Linked DNA regions of Ovis aries: region 1 is linked to region 2. The links are chromatin contacts, called in public Hi-C maps. All regions are on one chromosome and are shown on one strand. Each heading gives the region's core, a stretch centred on a gene start, on an enhancer-like site or on the middle of the called end of the contact. The rest is flanking DNA. Distances are from core to core; before and after follow the strand shown. Region 1 overlaps SEMA3C (semaphorin 3C). Region 2 holds the start of SEMA3C (semaphorin 3C).

The links. Hi-C and Micro-C count contacts between places; a contact is called where the count stands out from the background.
Region 1: a contact with region 2 is called in a Hi-C map of tail adipose tissue, with 2.4 times the contacts expected there. The contact joins the enhancer-like site here to the promoter of SEMA3C in region 2.

What each region holds. Positions count from the first base shown.
Region 1 is chr4:41,517,205-41,524,029 of ARS-UI_Ramb_v3.0, reverse strand. It overlaps SEMA3C (semaphorin 3C), which reads right to left. Exons shown (of 18, transcript XM_004007807.5): 6 at 5,188-5,278; 7 at 1,087-1,206. Among named protein-coding and RNA genes, the nearest start is that of SEMA3C, 140 kb to the right of the region's middle. Within about 2 kb of position 3,364, at least 3 of the 54 cell types and tissues checked have an H3K27ac peak or open chromatin away from gene starts, as enhancers often do. A contact at or near this core is called in tail adipose tissue, where this site is marked.
Region 2 is chr4:41,380,222-41,386,396 of ARS-UI_Ramb_v3.0, reverse strand. SEMA3C (semaphorin 3C) reads right to left here and starts at 1,326. Exons shown (of 18, transcript XM_004007807.5): 1 at 1,107-1,326. LOC132659678 (a long non-coding RNA gene) reads left to right here. Exons shown (of 2, transcript XR_009600347.1): 2 at 4,652-6,175.

The DNA of each region.
Region 1 (6,825 bases), core at 2,115-4,614, 140 kb before region 2:
TGGGATCTGATAGCCATTTAACAGAAAAAAAAGTTTGTTTTTAAATGTGTGGCTTTCAGTCTAGTACATATAAATTCAAATTCACTGAAGCAGAATGAAGAGTTCAGAGTCCAAGATCTGAAAAACACATTTTTCTTCAAATACAGCATGTGAAATGAAGGAGAAACTTTTCAAGACAAAAAATGCAGTCATTTGAAGGCATAGAAGGATTCCTTATTTCAAGAACAAAACAACCTTTAGAATACTCTATTTCCAGATGTACTGGAGGAAAAATCTGAAGAAGTAAATGGACAATCAATGCTTTCTTATGCTGGTCTATCAGTGAAATAGGATGCTCAATTATAGTGATTCATGCTTAACTGTGCAATGTTGAGTGAACTGCCAAATTTAAGGTCAGTTTAAACTATCCCCAGGGTGAAATGACAAAGATCTTAGTTTCTTCCTCCTCTAAACAATAGCAATTGTACAATGGAGCAAATGTACAATGGAAGTGTACATTAAAGTCAAATGAGCACTTTTCATCATGTGAATTCCATGTGACCCCCCAAATAAGAAACATCTGAATACTGAATATAATAAAATTAGCATAGTTATGGTTTCCATAAATTATTGGTCAATTTGTGAAAAAAAAATATATACCACTTTTATAGCTTTAGAATCTAAGCATAAAACAATTAGGAAGAGCTTCTAAATAAGCCCTACTCATTATATCTGTCATAAATTTTGGAAAAATTTTAGATTTTGCATTAAAATATGAAAGCAGACCAAATGAATAAATGACACTTCATTGTAATATGCTACAATTAAACAACTGGAGAAGATTCTTGTCTATAGGCCCATATGATGAGTATCTCTGTCATTTTATTATTAATATATCCTATGATAATTCTATAATCGTTAATAAAGAGTTACAATGTGAAACCTGGATCATTTCATTCATATATTTAGCCTAAATATTTAAAATCACAGAGTACAAAACTGTTGTCACTCATAATTTTTTAACAATTTTAATGGAATTTTCATTATGATATTAAACAAAGTAGTTTAAAGTCTGGCTCTCAAAAAATGGATAAACTGTTATTTTACCACTTAGCCATTTGGAATTGTGTTGATCAGTTCTGACTGCATTCCTCTTGGTTAAACTTCGAAAAATAGCTGCATCTGTCCCCATGAAATCTATATACATTCCAGAGAAAAGCTCTTCATCTATAAAAAAGCAAATATCAACAAAATTAAAAGCAAATCAAATGTTTTAAAGGGTATTTTAAAAATCTGCTTATTAGATCATGACATATATTACAGAGTATTTAAGTGTTTAAGTTGCTAATTGCTTTCCATTGTCCACCAAATAAAAAAATTTGGATAAAGTTTAATCTGGTCTCATATATCACTACCAAAACAACATTTCCTATATAGAGATAAAATTCCTCTGCCTGACTTAGCTACACTAAATACCTATGTTCATATACTGTGTATCAGTAATGGCAGAAACAATATATAAATTAAAAAAAAGAAATGACTTACTTATTACTTGTTTAATAAGTAAAAACATATTCTAAGAATCAGAAAACTTGATTTCCAATTCTGGCAGGAATTAACAAACTGAAAATTAGGGATAAATCATTTAGCACCCTGAATCTCATTCTTCTATAGGAACTGGATTATGATCAGATAATTCTTGCTGTTTATTAAAAACTCTATGATTAACACAATTTCATCATTAAAAGTATATGTTTTGTTCTTTGATGCTAGAAGGTTTCTATAGGGTAAACAAAGTGCTACTTTATCAATTGTAGCACATAACATATTAACATTATGTTAATAATATAATACAATTTTAATAAACCATCTATAGCTTAACATATTAACTCATTTAAAATAAAATTTAAAGACAAGAAAAAAGATATTTTAAGATTGAATTAATTTATCATTTTTATTGACAAAAATAAGATATCCTAATCTGTATGTGCATAACATTCGACATTTTGCTTCTTTGTTAACATCTACATTAATTTTTAGTCTAGTAAGGAGAGTAAATAGCAAATTGGTATGTGTGACTTTTTTGTACAAAACAATAGTTGAGTTGAAAAAATAATAAAGTTTATCAGGTCTGGCCCACTGACCTACCAAGCATCTGATATTCTAGAATGACTCCCCTCGCCACTTCAGATTGTGGTCATTTTGACAGAACTGAAACATTTTAGAGCATTCTAAGCTCACTGTTTAGTAATAAGCAATCCCAGTTGGACTAGGATAGAATGAAGAATGGAATGTTTTCAATATGTGCTCACCAGGTCACAAACTGGACCCCTACCAGTTAGCAAGTGGGTATGTCAGGCATTGTGTTGCCTTTTCTGCTTCCTACTAGAGAGCTGAAGTCCATGGGAACAGATTATAGGGAGACAACGAAAAAAGAGTTGTATGAAAGGATTTTGAGCAATTAAGTTTCTTTACAATTTTGTGAACGTTTGTGAAGCATCTATGCAAGTATTCTGTAGATACAATGATTGTTAAATTGAGATAACTTTGTAATTAATTATTTCACAGCTTTGTTATACCCAATTATGCCCCCAAAGAGAAGGTTATACATTTTTTATATTCAATAGATTTATTAGCACAGCTCAGAATTATAATCTCATATCTGTTTACAGGAAGAAAAAAAAAGGACACTCAGAGGATGGTTTATTGTGGAGAGGACTGATTCTAATCCTACTGCATACCACTTTTTTAGCTTTGTCTTAAAAGGGCTTCCCTGGTGGCTCAGTGGTAAAGAATCTACCTGCCAATGCAGGAGATTTGGGTTTGATCCCTGGGTTGGGAAGATTTCTTGGAAAAAGGAAATGGCAACCTACAGCAGTATTCTTGTGTAGGAAATCCCATTGACAGAGGAGCCTCAAGGGTTAAAATCAATGGGGTCACAAAAGAGTCCAATATATACATAACTAAGTGACTAAACAATAAACACTACAAAAGAATTAGATGGCTGATCTGTGTAGCATGGCAGAAGCCCTCCAATTAAAAATAAATTAAAAATAAAGAAATAAAAATGATAAGATTATTTTAAAAGAGTTAGATGGTTAACTGGCTTCATTTCCTGTCATAAATTCTCAGTAACTTTAACAGCAAGTTAAAATAATAAAGTTTCTTCTTTATTTTGTGTAAGAAATAGTTTTACTTTGGAAATAATTTTGTTTAAGAGTAGAAATTTTTTTTCAGAATTTAATTGTAAGGTTTATGCAAAGATAAACTTGCTTCTTTTAAACTTTAATCCAAAAATATTTTGATTTCCAGTTGTACATCCACTGACTAAAAAATATCTCAAGAGGTTTTGGATAGCTTCCTTAATAAGAGATGTCATCTGACTTCGATGTGCTACAACAATTACTAAAAATAGCAAAAGAACACTAGTGCGTTGGGCCAGATGCCATGCTATATTGTGAAATTTGAAATTCTTCTAATTCTCAACATTTCTTGGCACTTTAATATTTTAACCAAATTATATAGTGCATTGTAATTGAACATAAATGATAAAACATCAAATGGCAAAGTGAGATGGCTACACAAAGAAATGCATAATATTGGAGATAATATTACAGAGATAATCAATGGAATAAATAAAATGATAAATACAAGGTTATAAAACTTCATGCTCTTTTTAGTTTCAGCTAAGTTAAGAAAATTGTTTAATGATTTTCTTTGATAGTAAGAATCTTGTTAACCAAAATGTTAAAAAGTATAGTATAAGAACATGAGCCTAGGAATCAAAGTCTCAGGTCTTTGAAAAATGAAGATGAATTATTATCTTCATTTTGTAAATGAATCCAATTCGCTAAGGGCAAAACTATTATATGACTTATCATAGTTTAACAGAAAAATTTATAATGCTTTGTTTTAACTCTTTTTTGTCCTAAATAATACTTGATGAGATAAAATTTCTAGTATCAGTGTTAACAATAATTTTGAATTTCTAAGTTTAGAAATTCATAGCATTTAACTTGAAATAAGTGAAAAATTTTTGTATTTATCTAATAGTATACAAATCATAGTTTCTAAAGGCAAATACTTTCTGAGACATTGCTTCTATTAAATAATATTTGGATACTTATTTGAAAATACTTTGCATCAGACTTAATTATATATCCTGTAGTTTCAAAGCTTCCTAATTTTTTGTCCTAATGATACACTTTCATTTCCTCCCTGACCAATCTGAATGACTATACGGAAATAATTTACTGGATAATTTCAAGTTCACATTTTAGTCAATGCTGGAGTACTTATCTTAATTTAGTTTCCAGATCTGAGAAAGAAAGATGAGTTGCTTTTTAAAATGAATCAAAGCAAAGTCTGTTGAACATAGTAATTATTTTCCCACCTGTTCTTTTGTTAAATGATGCGATTTTACCACTGGCAAAACATAGAGAAACAGAAAGGACAAAGTTTTTACTATATAATTGGCATACTGAAATTTAAGATTCGTCTTATAGTCAACTAATGTTAAGTCAGACGTATTCCAGCAGTGTCTTAATTACATATTATAATATGTCTTAAGACATATTCTAGAGTGTCTTTCAAGTGAGTTATAGATAGGCACTGATGACTGAGACTCAAGTACATTGATTTATTTATGTGTGTGGCAGGGAGAAATTGGGCCTGATTCTTAACTGATATAATTTACAAAATATGAGGAAATAAAAAAGTTATTTTACTAATACCTGTTTTTTTGTATGGGAACTTTTAGACATTTCATAGGGAATGTACTTGGCTAACATATGCACTTTGCTATTTCTTCACATGAAAGAAATACCAGTTTTAATTGTTTGTAAAAGATAACTAAAACATCAGAAAAAGAGAATACACAAAATAACAACTACACTGAAATTTACTTCCTAATATATATTGATATATGTATGCATAAGAAATTTATAAACATATGTATACATACATACACTTTTTAAATGGTTGACTTATTCTATGAATGACATTAGTCATATTAGATGGAAAAACACATGGCTATCATTTACTCATGAATATTCTTAGAAATAAGAAATTAGAATTTCTCACAACTTGCTTTCTATTATTTTACTCCTGTACTATCATCCACACAACTATTCAAAATGGACATATGGTATAATTTATTTATTTTCTTTAATTTCCTTTTTTAAACCTCCCCTTTTATTTTCCACTTACTGATCATAACAGACACTGTGTTCACATTGGGGTTGAAAGAGCAGCGTCCTTTTCCAGATTCACACTTGGAGTCAATCATGAAAACTTGGTCCTTTATTATAGATAAAATTGAAAATGTAAAAAAAATAAATTGCTTTATCTTACTTAACCAATTGTTCTTTAGTAAAACAAAGCATCATGATGAATAACACGCCTTCTACTTGGTGGTTTATGCCTTCCCAAGTTTACTATGTTAAAGTTTTCTTGGCCTATATGAAGAATGCATCTGTAAGTTATAAACTAACCTTAGCACGTCAAGTTCTCATCCTATCACACTCCCCATAAAGTTAATCCAACAAGTTCTCAAATCAATATCAATAAAAACACTTGGCTTAGAAAAATGGTACAGATAAGCCTATTCCAGTGTAAGAATATAGATGCAGATGTGGAGAATGGACATGCAGACACAGGGGAAGGGGAGGGTGAGACAAATTGGGAGCTTAGGATTGGCATATATAAATTACCACGTGTAAAAGAGAAAGCTAGTGGGAAACCTGCTCTAGAAGCTCAGCTTGATGCTCGGTGATGACCTAGTGGGTGGGATGGGGGTGAAGTGGGAGGGAGACCCAAAAGGGAGGGGATATATGTCTACTTATAGATGATTCACTTATTGTACAGCAGAAACTAACATTGTGAAGCAATTATACTAAAAAAAAAAAAAATCAACACTTGGAAATCAAGGATCATTGTAAACCTGAACTAGATAGGTTGAACATTGTCCAAAAGAAGAAAACTGTTCACAGAGAAACAATGTGTATAAGGATTATGATACTTTCAAAATAATCAAGATCTTTTTTAAATATAAAATTTTACATTACCACTTTGTTATAGAAAGCATTATACTAGATTTAACAAAATAATTCATAATTTAGTTAAAAATGCTTCATTTACTCATTCATTTACTTAACAAAAACTTAACAAGCATCTACTATGTGCCCAACACTGACAAAACATTGGGGACAGAGTAAACAAAACAGTCAAAAATTCTTACCTGTAGGTAATTTATAAACCAAAGATAGAGAATGGAAATACAGAATATAAAAAGAATCAACACGTAAAATATTGAGTATGCTAAATGGTATTCAGTGCTTTGGAGAAAATTTAAGCAGGGAATGGGGGCAGTGGGTTCAATTAGAAATATAATGGTCAGTGTAGCTTCACTGAGAGGGAGCATTTTGTTTGTATATTTATCTTTTTACTTAAATAAAGTGAGTAAAAGCTACTACTAAAATTCAAAGAAAAAATGATCACATTGTTGATTGTATTGGATGATGGATTAATTATTAAGCTGTTTTCCAAAATTATACCAAAGAAAATGCAAGCTCAACATTTTTTGAGTATGGAATAAAAGGATCAAAACATTGTTTTAAGAAGATTGGACCTTATCTTGTTCTTTAAGAAGACTGAGAATGGTGGTTTTAAAAACAGACACTGAATTCAAGAAAATAAATTTGTTTTCAACTCAGTAGTCCAGGAATTAGGGAATAATAATCGACATGCTAGGATCTCTTGGTTAGGGTAAAGATATGAGAAGATCTGTAAAGTGAAAATAGATAGAGCTTGACAATAACTAATTAGATATAGTTCAAGAAGATGAAG
Region 2 (6,175 bases), core at 77-2,576:
TTGTGAGTCCAACACAATTATACAATGAGATGACATGACAGAGTTTAATCTAGAAATTTATTTTTACAGGTTATAACAATACTGATTTTCAATAGTATGTGGCTTTTAAAAGTAAAATCTTACCACAATTATTCAATAAAGAAATGCCAATAAAATTTGACAAGTAATACAGTACAGGAGCAATAGAGAAGCTTCAGTAATACAGAATCAAAGGAACAACTAAACTGAATATGCCACTGTAAACAAAACTTCTATTGATTTCTTAGGTGGTACATGTAAGAGGTCGAAAAAAAAAATTCTATGCTTCTTTGACCACACAGATGGAGAAAACCCTAGAGATGTTTGTGTTCCTAATTTTCAAAAGAAACACTTCCTGCTTCCACAACCTCTTCACCTTGTTATCCCTAAATTAACTTGAAAGAAAACCGATTTTATAGGGTGATTTTCCCTTAGTAATTTGCTCCCTGGTTTTGTTGACTTTATAGTTAAATTCCCCACCAAATATATAAATATGCCTAACCTTTGCCTCTGTATTAAGCAGGACAATAAATACACATTTTTACATACTGCTATTATCAATATCTTATCTGATATGTCCCTATGAAAGCAACATATGCCACAAATTGCAAAAAATAACATTGGAGATGAAATGACAGGTCAAGTGGAGTGAGTATAAAGAGCAACGTGATTTCAAGCCATCCAGAGATGAGAAGTGAGGGAAAGTCAAGTATCTTATACATGCCCCCGCCCCTCACATTTTATGACTTCTCCCCTTTAACTCAAACACTTAAGACACGATGCTTACTGTGTTCACTTGTAACGACTGAACACTAATAACATGTAATGAAAGGCCTCTTATAAAATTCTCTCCAGTAATTTTGCCTTAGAAGGCAGGGATACTCAACTTTAAACTCTCCGCAGGTGTCATAACCTAAAAAAACAATTCCAGCCAGGCTCTCTGCTAGGGAAACACTTCCATGACAAACTGCATGCGCTCTTAAGAAAATGCCCAGATTTGAGAACACGGATGTGTGAAAAGTCTATACACAGATCCAAAGTTGTATTTTGCTAAATTTGTAATGCTGAAAACAACGAATCCAGCTTACCGAGGTGGAAAGAGATCAGCGCGGAAAAGTCGTCAATGCGCTACAGGTTTGGATCCTCTTTTCTAGCGCTTTCCCCAAAAGACCGTAATTTCTAGGACGTCCCAGCGATGAAATTCTTTCTTTCCTGCCTTCTGAGTTCCTTTGTAAAGGAATCCTCAGCGTTGCCGCGGCGCGGCACCCGGAGCCCTGCTCCGCGTCGCTCAATCAAGCACTCGGGAGTGAATGGAAAGTGGCCGGCGCAAGGGCGAGCGCTCGGGTGTCCGATTACAGCTACGCGGCGCACGGCTCCGGCTGCCCCGGCGCGCCGCCCAGCCAGCTCACATCACCCGCCCAACACACTCGGCCGCATCTCCACCGGCCGCGAGGCCCCACCCAGAGCGCGCCCGCGAGAGGGTGGCAGGGAGCCGCCAGGGCGGGGCCGACCCCAGGACAAGCTGCCCTCGAGATACAGGAATGCGCTGCAGCAGGCTAGGGGGCCAACTAAACAACTCTGCTCCTTTCTCACTCCGCGGTGGAGTGAGCAACTTACAGGGTGTGTTCCAAGGTTTTTGTTTGTTACCGGCTGCTCTGGGAAGGCATTCAGGATTAAGCTTGGCCTTAAACTATCAAAGTGCAAAGCAGTTTTTGCCAGAAAAGGATCACAGCATCCTTTTAAGGCAAGTAGATGGGTTTTTTAAAGGCATGAGTCTCGATCTTTTCCTGTAGAACGTTTTCTAAAACCGGTCGACATAAAACAGTCTCATCGCAGAAGTTTATCCTTTTAATGGGTATTGTTTCCTATTGTGCTTCCTTAATGTCCCCAATGCAGTAACTTTGTCGACCTTTCCACGGTCACTCATATACAATACCCTACCTTCCGGGATACTCCCAAAACATAATATTAAGAAATTATTTCACAGTTGTATAGAAGAAGCCTATTTTGAATTATACCAACAGAGGTTTACGAATCTAGACATCAAGGGTATATATTTCCAGCACTACCTTCAGGTAACCTTGTTAAATTCTGGAACTAACGTTGATGTTTAAGTGAAAATTATTTCTCTGGATCACAATTAACTACATATTTGTACTTGGGGAGGAATGAGCTTCCATCTCCATAAAATGAGCAGGTACTTGCTTAAAAATCACTGTGAGCTACAGCCCAGTAGATGTCACTATACAGAGAGAACATGGAGTGAAATTTCTCTACCGTGTTTCTTATAATTTTCTTTATGAAATAAGTTAGATCACTAAATTCTTATAAACTATCATAGAAAATACTTCTGAGAGTGCAAAATCTTTGATGGAGTGGGACAGCTGAGCTAAATCTCACTAGAAGGAAGAGAAGAAGTGATTAAGACACATCTTTCATGTATCTAAGCACCACTTCTTGTGTTATGCCACCAACTTTTTCTGTGCAGTGAGATATGAAGGGAGTATGCCAAATAAGAATGCAAACTTGTGTTCAAAAATTATATTCCATGACCAATATTATCTTCAGACACAAACTATGTTTATGAAAGAAATTTCAAATTAAGTGGATCTGTTCTTAAAAAAAATCTAATAGTTAAATTATTTTTGTGATAATTAGTGAAATAAAAATGCGAGCAGCTCCTTGACATGTTTGTAATAATGAATTTAACTGTCAAAACATCTGACAGTATTAGAAACCAGATGTAAACATGAGTAAACACTATGCATGGTTTTCTCTGAAATACATCTGAAACTGATTAAGATCCGAGTTATAGTGATCATTATTACTTTCCTACTGATGTATTTGTATATATCCTTCAGCATTTGTAAATTAGGGAGGGAAAAGAATAAATCATTAGAAAGAAGAATGCAGTGAGCATTAACAAACTGTATAATCCTTAATTTCCAAATGTGGAGTCATTAGACACTTGCTGCTGCAGTTGCTTAGTCGCTTTAGTTGTGTCTGACTCTGTGTGACCCTATGGACTACAGCTCACCAGGCTCCTCTGTCCATGGGATTCTCCAGACAAGAATACTGGAATGGGTTGCCACACCCTCCTCCAGGGATCAAACCTAGATCTCCTACATTGCAGGCAGATTCTTTGCTGCTGAGCCACCAGAGAAGCCCCATTAGACACTGATTAATCTGTAAACCCATGCAAAGTAGAATATATTTACACAGGGAACCAAGATAAAGAAATGCAAGGTGAAATGCATGCCAAATTTACTACCAAAACTCAATTCTTCAAAAGGCTTTAGAGGGTATGAAAATAGCTTATATTTAACCAGTCTATGAAACTTGTGCTATGATACTCTCTTTCCTTGCTGAATAAACTTCTTTCAGTGTATTTAACTGAACAGTATTTGCCCAGTACTGAGACGTTAATAGTATTTGCACAGGACTCAGACATTTACCATTGACCACACCTCAAAATGAGTGATGAAAATATTGATAGGCATTAGTCAAGTCAGATTCAAGCACAAGGACACAATTACCTCTCATGTTTGACTGAAACTTGGGCCATATAGTGAAATTTTAAGAGGGTCAATAGGTGACCATAATAAGATTTATCTCTGCCCCTCTTTTTCCAAACTACTTAGAAGCCTAAAAAACCTTGACAGGACTTATATAAGAAACATTAATTAATGGCCAGTGACACTTTTCTTGGATGCAGTTTTGACCCTGTCCTCATAGGTGGGAAATAACTTGAGCTAATTGAATGGCTTGTCTAATTTTTTCAATGTGAGTTATATTGTATGTTTCCTCCCTTCTGTAATTCTCTTCTCCTCTTTGACTTTCCTGCCTCCTAACTTCCTCATTTGCTCAAATTCTAGATGATAGCATTTTAAATCTCCTGAACCATATCTTTAGAATGTTTGTGCTGCAAACGGTTATTGACTTTGTTCACATCAGCATTCTCTTTTGGTTACCTTAGTTGTTCTGAGACCAAGCCAGTCAAACAGGTCTGGTCTAGAAATATGTGTGTGGAATTGCTATCTGCATGGCTAATAGGCTTTAGTATTTCCTCCATTAAAATCATTCCTTATTTTTCAATACGATGAGTGTATCTCTACTTTCATTCTTAACCCATTGCTAATCTATATCCTTGACCCTTGATCTCTTTCTCTTTTGATGTGTTCTAAACCCTAGGCTTCTCAACTTGTAAAGTTCCTGGCATTAAACAAAATAAACTGGTGATAGTGATTTGCTCTGGAGAGAGAAACTGCCAGAAAGAAATTGCTGCTTCTTTGCACCTTTTTGCCTTTGTGATTTTATAGCAGGTGAATGTATAAGATTTTATAAAATGTGAAATCTAGTTCAGCATTACTTTAAATATTTTTAAATTGTCCATACACAATAAAGTTCTATATTTCCCAACTCAGCCAAATGAAAGTATGTTCTCTCTAATGTCTATATATTACTGTATTTCAAACACAGAAGTAGAATGGTAAGGAATTTCAGTAGTAAGAGTCTGTTAGTGATTTTATTTTATTTTTTATGTGCACATGACAAAGCTTGTAAAACAGTATTGTGGTCACTCATATTATCACAGGGGTAAAATGTGAACTCTGCATTTGTTTTGTCCTTACAGGAATATTTCACGGGAAACTTCATGAGGGGAGTAGTATCTGTCTTCAAGATCAACTGTAAACAACTGCAGTTGCGTTTTCATACTGTTCATGGCAGAAAGTGAAGAGAAACTAACGAGTCTCTTGAGGAAGGTGAAAGAGGAAAGTTAAAAAGCTGGCTTAAAATTCAACATTCAAAAAACTAAGATCATGACATCTGGTCCCATCACTTCATGACAATAGATGGGAAAAAAAGTGGAAACAGTTACAGATTTCATTTTCTTGGACTCCAAAATCACTGTAGATGGTGATTGCAGCCATTAAATTAAAAGACAGTTGTTCCTTGGAAGAAAAGTTATGAAAAGCCTAGATAGTGTATTAAAAAGCAGAGATATCACTTTGCCTACAAAAGTCTTCTAGTCAAAGCTATGGTTTTTCCAGTAGTCATGTATGGATGTGAGTTGGACCGTAAAGAAGGCTGAGTGCCAAAGAACTGATGCTTTCAAACTGAGGTGCTGGAGAAGACTGTTGAGAGTCCCTTGGACAGCAAGGAGATCAAACCAGTCAATCCTAAAGGAAATCAATCCTGAATATTTATTGGAAGGACTGATGGTAAAGATGAAGCTCCAATATTTTGGCCACCTGATGCTGACTCCCTGTAAGAGACCCTGATGCTGGGAAAGATTGCAGGCAGGAGGACAAGGGGACAACAGAGGATGAGATGGTTGGATGGCATCACTGACTCAATGGACATGAGTTTGAGCAAGCTCTGGGAGTTGGTGATGGACCAGGAAGCCTGGCAAGATGCAGTTCATGGGGTTGCAAAGGGTCAGACAAGACTTAGCAACTGAGCATCAACAACTGCAGTTGCAAAGTAAATGATAGTTCCTTAATAAATAGAGTTTGCTAATTGAATATATGCACACACACACACACACACACACACACACACACACACACACACACACACACACCCCATCAGACTTGGCTTAAGAAAGGCAAACCACTTTGCTAGATCTATTGTATCCTGAGCTCTGTTTCTCTATCTGGCAGTATAAAACTCTTTCCCACATGTTCTCACAGAAGAGCTACAAGAGGCCAATGTGAACACCTCTGATTGTCAGATGTGTGTAACAAGGCTCAAAAATAATTACCAGCTGGAGCAATAAGTTCAGGATTGTTAGTTATAGCTGATTCCCATCTGCAGCTTTTTAACCTAGTCAAAGGCCTTTTCCACATTATCTTCAAATTTTACTACTTTTCTATTCTTCATGAACCTTAAGTGGTTGATTAGAAAGTAGAATATTGTATAAACAACTTTTACATCCTAACAAAGGCAGCTTCATAATGAAAATTACATGACAAAGTCGTCTTCCCTACCATTGATCTCTGGGAGATAGAGAAGGCTGTGCAATAAATTTTAAAATAATCAACTACTTAGTGCTTTGACATTTCAAGTGGGGTTTAAAAACTTTAAAGGAGATAAACAATTTTCATTTTTTAAAAAAATGTGACATAAGATATGCAACTTCGGGGTACATTTCTAC